Linked DNA regions of Pan troglodytes: region 1 is linked to region 2. The links are chromatin contacts, called in public Hi-C maps. All regions are on one chromosome and are shown on one strand. The core of a region is the stretch at or near the end of the contact, and the rest is flanking DNA. Distances in the headings are between cores, read along the strand shown.

The links. Hi-C and Micro-C count contacts between places; a contact is called where the count stands out from the background.
Region 1: a Hi-C map of stem cell-derived neural progenitor cells shows a contact between it and region 2, with 6 times the contacts expected there. The contact joins the promoter of SST here to the enhancer-like site in region 2. A contact is called at or near these places in 5 of 7 Hi-C or Micro-C datasets (blood, induced pluripotent stem cells, a lymphoblastoid cell line and 1 more), 1 of 1 datasets of contacts at active chromatin or transcription factors (stem cell-derived excitatory neurons) and 1 of 1 other capture datasets (stem cell-derived neural stem cells).

The regions. Positions count from the first base shown.
Region 1 is chr2:190,843,989-190,849,063 of NHGRI_mPanTro3-v2.0_pri, forward strand. It overlaps SST (somatostatin), which reads right to left and starts at 1,584. Exons shown (of 2, transcript XM_526419.8): 1 at 678-1,584. The coding sequence starts at 815.
Region 2 is chr2:190,493,733-190,499,017 of NHGRI_mPanTro3-v2.0_pri, forward strand. No RefSeq gene overlaps it. Among named protein-coding and RNA genes, the nearest start is that of MASP1, 28 kb to the left of the region's middle. Within about 2 kb of position 2,304, at least 4 of the 24 cell types and tissues checked have an H3K27ac peak or open chromatin away from gene starts, as enhancers often do. A contact at or near this core is called in stem cell-derived excitatory neurons, stem cell-derived neural progenitor cells and stem cell-derived neural stem cells, where this site is marked.

The DNA.
Region 1 (5,075 bases), core at 334-2,833, 350 kb after region 2:
GATAGTTGCTATAATTACCAAGTTACACAAAAAGGCTTTAAGAGCTCAAATGTTTCTGCAACCTTTCTGTCCCTGTAGACTTAACACACACACACACACACACACACACACACACACCGTTCTGGTAAGATAAAGTGTGTGCCAACAGTTTAATTCAATTTTCACATCACGAGCTACAAAGTAGAATTGTTTTACCATTTTTACCAAGTAAACTGTAGGGGAACGAGACTTCTCACAATCTCAAACATACGGCGTTCGGTCTTTAGATTGCCCCTTTGCCCTAGTCCCGACGTTTGGAAGTGAGGTACGCTAAGAGGTAGCAGCTTCAGAGGTCTGCGTTTCAGCACCTGGGTCAGCGCTTCCCAGGGTCAGCACCAGGGATAGACGCCATTGTCGCTTCGTGCCCAGACAACTACCCAGATTTTGTAATTTTCTTGAATGCCAAGTAAGAACTCACCTGAACTGTGACCGACTGCGCTTATCATGGGGGAAAAAAAGAGTTAGAAGGGGATTCTAGCCTTTGATAGTTTTCTCAAGAGCTTCGGGAGCTGAGGGACCCAGAAAAGCACCAAAACTCTTTAGAAGGACTGAGCATCCCTTACGTCCAAACCAATGGGGCAGGAGCAAGGCTTAGGGAGGGCTGGAGAATCCGGGAGACGTCGAGGGAGTCTCCTTACCTGCTTCCCCGCGGCAGCAGCCAGGGACTTCTGCAGAAACTGACGGAGTCTGGGGTCCGAGGGAGCGCCGGTGACACCGCCCAGGGCCAGGACGATGGACAGCGCAGCCAGCGCGCACTGGAGGCGGCAGGACAGCATCTCGGCGGCGCCGGGAAAGCCGAGCTGGAGAGTGGCTGGTCAAACTCTAGGCGCGGATCAGCAGGCAGCAGCGATGGCTCCGAACCTCGCTCCTAAAGCGGCTTGTGTGCTCTCAACCGTCTCCCTCTGTTTTAAACTCTCTCTCTGACGTCAGGCTAGGAGGCGCCCCCAGATCTCACCAGCCCTTTTACGCACCATTAGCCTCGCAAAATCAATCACAGAAGACAGGGGAGGCGACAAGATCTAAAGTGGCTTACTTAAAAAAAAAAAAATACTGCACACGCACAGGCACACACAATTCCACACGCCCCACGATTTATACAATCTTTTATTTTCACTCAGTGCTATGAGCATACACATTCCACAATTTCACTCCCACACATGCACACTCAATTACACACAAACAGAGGCTCAAACACTCAGCTCTTAAGGAGCAAATACACTATCACCCTTAAATGCACACAAATGTACCCAGACAACTCCATCTGTCATCATACTCTAACATTTTAGGAAGGCCCAACAAGCAAAAGGGCATGTGTATGGTAGGTGGAGATGACAATCATTCCTCTAATAACAGATTTGAGAATGAAATATGGACAGTAGAAGGACTGAGCCCTCTTTATTTCCTCCATTATCTCATAAAAAGCCTTGAAGATGTAACGTGGCTCTAAAACAACTTCACTTTTCTCTACAATGGGGTAGAAGGTACCTCTGGCTCACCCTCCCTCCCTCTTTCTCAGCAACTGAGACTTCTGATCTACCTGCCTTTCTATTGTGACCATATATATGTATGAGTGTGTGTATATGTACAGGAGGGAAAGCGAGAGAGAGAGAGAGAGATTGAAATGGACTTCATTTTGGTGCTGAGAAATTTAGAGCTGGAAGGCAATCTAAGAAATTATTCAATAAACCTCAGAATTTGAATCAGTAAGGCAGAGTAATGGTCAGTAAATTGTTCTCCTTCACATACTGCACACTTTGAGCAAAACCAGACCTCCACATTCCAAAGCCATTGTTCCTTCTACTGAGCTCTGAGTTTTCTAACAGATTCCTGGCCGGTAAGCATATTCTTATGTCAGGAAGCCCCAGTTTACACATATAAGGTCTAGGAACTCCCAGAACATATGTGGCCACTATTGTATATCTATATGTGGAAAGGATCAAAAGATTCTTGGTTAAATTCAGCTCTGCCTGATCTCCTAGAAACAAAGAAAGTTTAAGAAAACCTGTCCTTGAATTCTGATTGAACTCTGGTTAAATGTTTACTGTTCAGGCCAGAGTTCTGACTGCTTTTATCTAAATAATTCCTTACTGAGGAAGGACCAGCTAATTTCCTAGCATGGATGAGATGATCCCTACAGGATCTTTAAGAGCTGTTATCTTGTGAGCTTCAAAAAAGCCAATATTAGCTAAAAAGATATGCTGCATCTCTGGAAACCATGCGAAGCTCACATTAGGTATTAAAATATTCTCAGTACTTAGACCTGAACCACAGTGTTGAGAGGCAGAAGGGTTTGGGAAGTATCCTGAATGGCTTGAATAATTGTCACTATTTCTTTTTGTGCCTGTAATCCAAGGCAAAGCAGAAATGCACAGCAAGAAGTGTTTAAGTTTCCAGGTCTTGACAAGGCCAGCCAAGACTACGCACAAAGTGGGGCATTAAAAAGTCATTCACATGTGTTGGAGTAGTCTAAGAGATCAATGAATCTGGAGCTGTGGAACCCAGTCCTAGGAAATACATGTTATATTCTCTAAATCTTGCAACTCTCTCTGGCCGCTAAGGACTCAGAGTTTAGTTCTATCACTGTGACTGTCTCTAGGTACCTCCAAATGATCTCATATCTCCTGTACCCAGGATGTGGTCTTTGGCATACCCACTGAGTAGGAAACGAGGATTTTTCCAAAGCAGGAGCCAGCCAAAGAACAAATAGCAGCTCCCCATCTTCCCCTGTGCTCTAGGATCCCTTCTGTCTCCTTCCCCAGACGCTTGCTCCCCTCCTTCCACATCCTTGTCCTCTCCCTCTACACTTTCTCCTCCTTCTTATTCCTCCTTTTCCTTAACCTTTCTGCAAATTTATGTTTCAGAATTTTCCTCACTCAATCCTTCTTTTGTCCCCTCTCTTGACTCTGTATCCTCATTCCTTTGTTTTTCTTGCTCTTCTCAATCATTTTCTGACTTTGGTCTGGGTCAGCCCGGCTCTTTCCCTGCCTTCTCACCCTGCTTAGCCAGTGCCTATCCCAGTCTCTGCCTCAAGACATCTCTCCCTCTCTTTTCTCTCCTCTTCTCTTTCTTCTTCCCTCCTCAACTGCTTCTCACCAAAAACAAACAAACAAACAAAAAACCTCATGATGTCTATCTGTTTAAGTACCTACTTATGAATAGTAAACAGTTGCTTCCCTCATACCCTGCTGAAGAGCTGAAGCTGTAAATGAGATGACTTAAGGGTTTTGCTTTTGTTGTTTTATAACTCCTGGAGAGTTATGAGTCTGAGAACCACTTATCAGAGAAGCCAGGACAAAAAGGGACATAAATTCTCCCTTAAGCCCTCCATGGCCAGTTATAGCTTAAAGATTGGTTTAGCATGAAGCACTTCAAACTTTCCCAACCTGAGCCTTCTGTAATCAACCCCCAGGGCATCTCTCCCAAGTCTCAAAGCTGGAAGGGAAAAGTGTTTTGTGGTTGTATTGGGGAACCTATTGCCCAGACCAACCAAACTCACTAGGAATCCTTACCCAGTCCTCTGTTGCTCACAAAACACTTTCTCATCCAACACTTCAGGGCATGCTATTCCCACCTCACAGAGGAGGAAACTGAGGTCCTGAGACCTTCAGTGCCTTACACGAGGGCACACAGGCAGGAAGTGGCATGGTCACAGGGAGAAAGTTACTTCACTTGAGAAAGCTTCATGATTCCCTGACTCAGAGATGCCAGAGATTCCTGGCTGAGCAGTCTGCAGCCGGGATACATGCACCTCTAGAAGGCATCCAGGCCTCTTTCATGTGCAGCTTTTTCTGGACAGGATATGATTTCCCACCTCCCTTGTGGAATGTACATTTTGGAGTGGCTACCTGCCAATATAAGGAGTAGAAACTTATTTTAATAAAAAGCAACATAATCTGTGAATAGACATAGACATTCAATGTTAAGCAATGCAAGGAAGGAGAAAGTGTCTGTACTGGGAGTCAAGAGACCTGGGCTCTAGCCTGATTCTGCCACAACCAACTGTGGGACATCTTCTCTGGGCCTTGGTTCTTTATTTGCAGAATAAAACTTGGCAGGTCATCTTTGTGGTTCCCTCCAGCTCTGATAATTAATGAGTACAAATTTGAGGAAATAAAAAGGCAAAGTAGAATATACTATTATGTTAAGATGTTATTATTCTCTCAAGATGAGAATTTTATATTGGAAAAGAACCTGGTTTTTACGTAATATCAGAAAGGAGGCTGAGTGCAGAGGACATTTCCCAGGCCTACTAGAAGATGTATTCTTGACTCTTGCTTCTGCTGCTGACCTGCCTTTCTCACTCTGGACCTCAATTTCTCCATCCATAAAATTGATTCACTCAACCTCTTTCTACAGCTAATTCTAGAGAAAATTTGCTAGACAGATGCCAATGATATAGCAGTGAACTGGATAGACAGAGTCCTCATGAGAAAGACAAAGAATAAACATGTTAATCAACATGTATTAGGGTTAAAGCAAAGTATAGAGCATAATGGTAGGCGGGAGATACTTCTGAGGAGGAGCTCTTTGAACAGAGCTCTCTGAGGCAAGGGAGCTAGCCATGCAAATATCTGAATAAAGATATCTCCAACTCATGTGGAAGGACGATCAATGCAAAGACCTGAGGCAGAAGTATGCTTGGTAAATGCAAAGAGCAGCAACAAGGCAAGGACTTGAACAGAGTGGTTAAAGCAGAGAGGGTTAGGAGATGAGGTCAGCAAGGCAGACCAGGAGCAGATCACAGGAAGCCTTGAAGGCTGTGGCAGGGAAACCATTTTTGAGCAAGAAAACTGACCTGATTTTGTTCTTTTAAAAAATTCTTTTAACAAAAGCCTTCTGCTTAGTGGGGAATTAATTGTAGGAGGGCAAGAGTTCAAGAAAGGAGATAAGCTAAGAGTCTAAGAGTGTTTAAGAGAGAAGAGGAGCCAGGGCAAAAGGAACACAGATTTTCTTTGAAATGTCTCATGGCCAACTGTGTGGATTTGCATAAAGGGACTTTGAAACTTCCCAATACAAGCCCTTTGCTCCCAACCCTC
Region 2 (5,285 bases), core at 1,054-3,553:
CCACTGCTTGTGACTCTCAGCCTGCTCGTCTTCCACAGCTTAGACTGATATTCAGATCTTTCCCATCTGTAAAACAAAATCTTTCTTTGGCACAAAATTTCCCTTCCCATTCAGCCTTCATCCTCTTTCTCGTTTTCTTTCCCAGTCAAGCTTCTGGAGAGAGGAATATTTCCTGAGTTCTCTTTATTTCTCTTCTCCAATTAGCTCCTCTTCTCTATTGTCTGATTCTGCCCTCGTTTTTCCAATAAAACCGCTGCCAGGTGGAGCCATTAGGGACCCTCTGAGTGGCCACATCCAATCCACAGAGTAGGTATGAACCCGTTTTTTGTTCACACCTACTTTAACTTTCCTGCTGAGTATGTTTTTGTGAACGATTGTCTCCCTCTTAAGACAATCTTCCTTTAGTTTTTCACACATTGTCTGTTCTCCTTTCTCCTTCCTACACCCCGGACTGCCCCCCTTCAGCTGAAATCTCAAGGCACTCTTTCCCTTTCATCCCTTGCAAATTGCCTCTGTCTTTGACTGCCTCCTCCTCTCATTCTCCTCCAGTGACTCTTCAAGTGTGGCTCTGGAATCATTTGTGTCAGAAACACCCAAGGAGCTTTCTGCTTACTAAAGGTATGACTGGAGTTCTAGTCCAGAACGACTGTATGGAGTCTCTGGAGGTGGGTAGGAACAGGCATTATAAGCTGTCTCTCCTGGAGATTCTGACACTTTCCCTGGACCACACTTCCCCGCCCCCACTCCACACCCACCCTGACAGGGTCTTGCTCTGTCACCCAGGCAAGAGTGCAGTGGTATGATCACGATTCACTGCAGCTTTCATGTTCTGAGCTCAAGTGATCCTCCCAACTCAGCCTCCCAAGTACCTGAGACTACAGGCGTGCACCACCACACTTGGCTAATTTCTAAATATTTTGTAGAGATGAGGCTTTGCTATTTAGCCCAAGCTGTGGGTCATACTTTTTCTGTGTGTGTGTATGTGTGTGTGTGTGTGTGTGTGAGAGAGAGAGACAGGATCTCACTCTGTTGTCCAGGTTGGAGTGCAGTGCTGGGATCTCAGCTCACTGCAACTTCTGCCTCCCGGGTTCAAAAGATTCTCGTATCTCAGCCTGCTGGGTAGGTGGGATTACAGACATGCATCATTTTTGTATTTTTAGTAGAGACAGGGTTTCATAATGTTGCCGAGGCTGGTCTCAAACTCATGGCCTCAAGTGATCCACCGTCCTTGGCTTCCCAAAGTGTTGGGATTACAGGCACGAGCCACAGTGTCCGGCCTGTGGGCCTACTTTTTAATGCTTCCCAGTTCATCCTCTCCACTGCTGCCTTGACCCCATCCCATTGCTCTGCTCCTTAAAATCCTTCATGGGGCTCTCCTCCCTACAAACAGACGCTAAGCTCCATAACCTGGCATAAAGGACCTTCGGTGATTTGGTCCCTGTGCAGCTCTTGGGTCGCCCCCAACTCTCAAATCTGCTCTGTGCCCCGGAGATATCCTTAACACACCTGCTTGCTCCCACCCTGAGCCTGGCAGTTCCTGCTCTCCACCATGTTTCACTTGCACCCACCTTCAAATCTCAGAGTGGGAAACAGCTCCCGAACAAGAGGAAAGGCCTAAGCCCCAGTGTTGGCTCTGCCGTTGATAAGTCACATGACACATTGATTATACAATCCTTGAGCCCCAACTCATATGTAAGCAAAGAGAGGACTTTAAACTGATTTCAGTTTTGGAATACTTAAAAAAAATCAGAAATACAAACTTCGTACAAATGTGTTGTGAAAGGTGCAGTAACAAGTCGTAGCCACCAGAGAGCACTAGAGGATCTCATTCAGCACAAGCGCGGGGCTTTGTCTCCATGACTTAGACTTCATTCTGGGGGTGGTCTACTCGAATTTGGGGCTGATGGGTGCCATCAGCTCCATGCCTAAGCTTTATGTAAGAATATTATGAGACAGAGGAGCAGAATCTGTCACTTAAAAACTTCACTTTGGGGGAGGCAATGAAACTAGTCGTTAGTTGTCTTTAAATGCACAAATTTCAAAAGCAGCCCTTTCCATGCTGGCTGGTGCATTTTGAAGGCTGTCCCAGTAGTCCCACCCTACAGCTCATTTTTGGACCTCATATGCCGGACACATGGAGGGAGTTGTTTTGTTCGGGTTCTAGTGGAACCATCTGTACATTCCTCACTCTCTGTGGGGAGCAGGAATTGATCACAGGAAATGACCTCAGCTGCCTTGGGAAAGACGGACTTCCCATCCCTGGGGCTTTGAGCAAATCTGCTTAGTTGAGGGGCTGAGGAGGTAATTCTAGACCCTCCTGTGGCTGGGTTTGAATCTGAGACGCCTCTGAGGATCTGATGAAAGTCATGGACTATCCCCTCCAGAATACTCATAATATGCAGATTATTTCAGCAGCTTCGCAGACCTTTTATCTAGGAACCCAGGCTATGGACTATTTAGGGTTCCTCTCAGCTTTAAGAACCCAATGTCTTATAGTTGTACTTCATAACGAGCTATGCACATTAGCAGCTTTCTAATTTGTAGTAAGACTAAACTCTTGGTTATTTCCTCCGGAGAAGTGGGGGTGATGCATCCCACTGTTTAGGAATACCTCAATAGTGGATCATCCATCAGATCTGGGCTTTCCTATGAGCACTTCAGCCCCTTAGAGAGGGTGCATTCTGAAACTCTCCTGCAGGGGAGGCTAAAGAGCCACACATATCCCCAGTGAGTCCCTGCTCGCTGGGGATGTGTCCTGGCCACGCAGGGAGGAAGTGAAGCTTCTTGCCATGTTGGTGTCCACATCTCAGTCCTGAGCTTTCTTTGTAAATCTTTGTGTGTTCTGGGAAGCTCCAGGGCCTCTGCCTGCTTTTCTCTGCACTGTACAGCTCCTCCATATGCTCCTACCTTTGAAGTTCTTTGCATCCTGAAGCTTGTGACCTAGAAGCTTCATAAGACAAAATAGCTAGCAATGACCTTGGGATTAAGATTCTCAGTCTTGTCTTGACTCTGCCGTTTATTAACTGTGGGACTCTCGGCCTCAATTATAAAATAGGAATAATAACCCCTATTTCTTATCTTATTGGGTTCTTTTATTTTTATTTAACAAATATGCACGGAGCGCCTGTTACGTGCCACTCCTCGTCCTTAGCACAGTTGATAACAGTGAATGGGACAGACATGATTCTCTGTCTTGATGAAGCCGACAGTCCAGGGTAGTTTGAGAATCAAATCAGCAAGTATCTGAACACCTTCTGCTAACTACAGAGTGCTCTACTCACACACTCTTCCTACTGCTTTTGCTTGATAACAACAACCTTGATCTAGAGAGCAGTGAATCATTTGAAAATTCGTAACACAGCTCCCTTCTGAGCATACAGCAGTGCCCTTGTGACATGGTGGGTGCAAACTCTCCTGGGGGTCACAGGGTAGAGCCACTGACTCTCTCCCAGCCTTGACTGAACTCATAGGGTCTCCTGGGCTCTAGCAACAGCCATGTTTTCACCTTGTATGCGTTTTTTCCCCACAGTGCCCTGAGCCTTCCAGGAAAATTGATTCACCCAAACAAGCAGGTCAAGATTTCCATTTGATCTTATTGCTTCATGTGGTCCTAAATTCCCATAGCCATAGTTGCATATAGAAAGTAAATTAATATTAGTAATGGGGAGCTGGGAGGCCCTCAACTCCCATTTCTCATCTTATCCCCTTTTCCTCTCCAGGTCCACTGGCTGGGTCAGGCTCTGTGTCTGGGCAAGGAGCCATCAGTGGATGGGCTACAGATGAGCAGCAGTGGCCCAGTGGTTCTAACTGCTCAGAGGACTTCAGGCGAGAAAATGGGGCTCTTTCTTATCCCAAGGGCTCAGAAATATAAAATGTTGTCTCTAGCCTCTTCCCAATACTCCTCTCAGTTACAGAAATACCTGCTCCTCTTACCGGGTGGCTTTAAATGGACATCGAGGCATTCAGGCAAGACTTGCACGTTGAGGGGCTATGTTCACTCGGGAGAGGCTCTGTGTGTGTGAAGGTCACTAATATCTGCATTTTTATTGAGAACATGTCAGACTTGAGCTATTTCTGTTCCATGAAAATTATTCAGAAAACTAATTTTTCTGGACAGAGTGAAAAAGGCAGGGACGGGAGGAATTAATGATTAGGGATTTTGAATTCCTCTCTCTTGCTTCTGAGAAAATTGAAAAATACATGTCAGTTCTGCATTAAAGAAGACATGCAGCTCACGCCTGTAATCCTAGCACTCTGGGAGGCTGAGGCGGTGGATCACCTGAGGTCAGGAGTTCGAGACCAGCCTGGGCAACATGGTGAAACCCTGTCTCTATTAAAAAAAAAAAAAAAAATTAGCTGGGTGTGGTGGTGCACACCTGTGATCCCAGCTACTCAGGAGGCTGAGGCAGGAGAATCGCTTGAACCCAGGAGGTGGAGGTTGCGGTTAGCTGAGATCGTGCCACTGCACTCCAGCCTGGGCAACAGAGCAAGATTCTGTCAAAAAAATAAAATAAAATAAAATAAAAAAGACGTGAAATATTCATGTACAAAAAAATGTAAGGCAACCGCACGCACACATTCTCTGAACATCAGCAGTGTCCTAGGGGTGGGGTGAGGTGCTCTGAGGGCTCCCTCTAACTCAGCTGAGAGCAACTCTGCCCTTCCAGATGCTCAGCTCCAAAGCTGTGCTGGTGTTTCTGACCTCTCTTTTTCTCTCATGCCACACATCACACATCTGGCCAGCCAGGAAGTCCTACTGACTCCCTTTTTCAAGACATATCTAGTACCCACCCACCTGTCACATCTTCTACTGTCACTGCTGTGATCTGAGCTGTGATCACTTCTCTCCAGGATGATTGCAGTAGCCTCCTAGCTGGTCTCCCTACTTCTACCCTACACTCTGTTTTAAAAGCCACAGCCAGAGTCATCCTGTGAAGCAGAAGTCACATGGATTTATTAAGTCAGTCCCCTTGTAAGCCCTTCTATTAAAAACAATTTTTAAATGATTTGTATTTTCTACTGATCACTGGAATATCCTGACAGACTGTGCAGAGCCTGCTTGTTCTTTGTTTAGTAGCATTAACCATTACCAGCTCTTTGGCTAGAGTTTACTTCTTTTATTTATTCTTAAAGACAGAAAATTTCTGGAAATGAGATAACAGCAGAAATAGGTTGAGGTTTCTTCGAAGTTGTTAATTTTTACTTCCTGCTAGCTAAATTGGGCCTGTGGTTCTCCTGAGAAACCCAGAGCGGTGATTTTAGCAGAGCTGTGCCAGGGTTAGGTC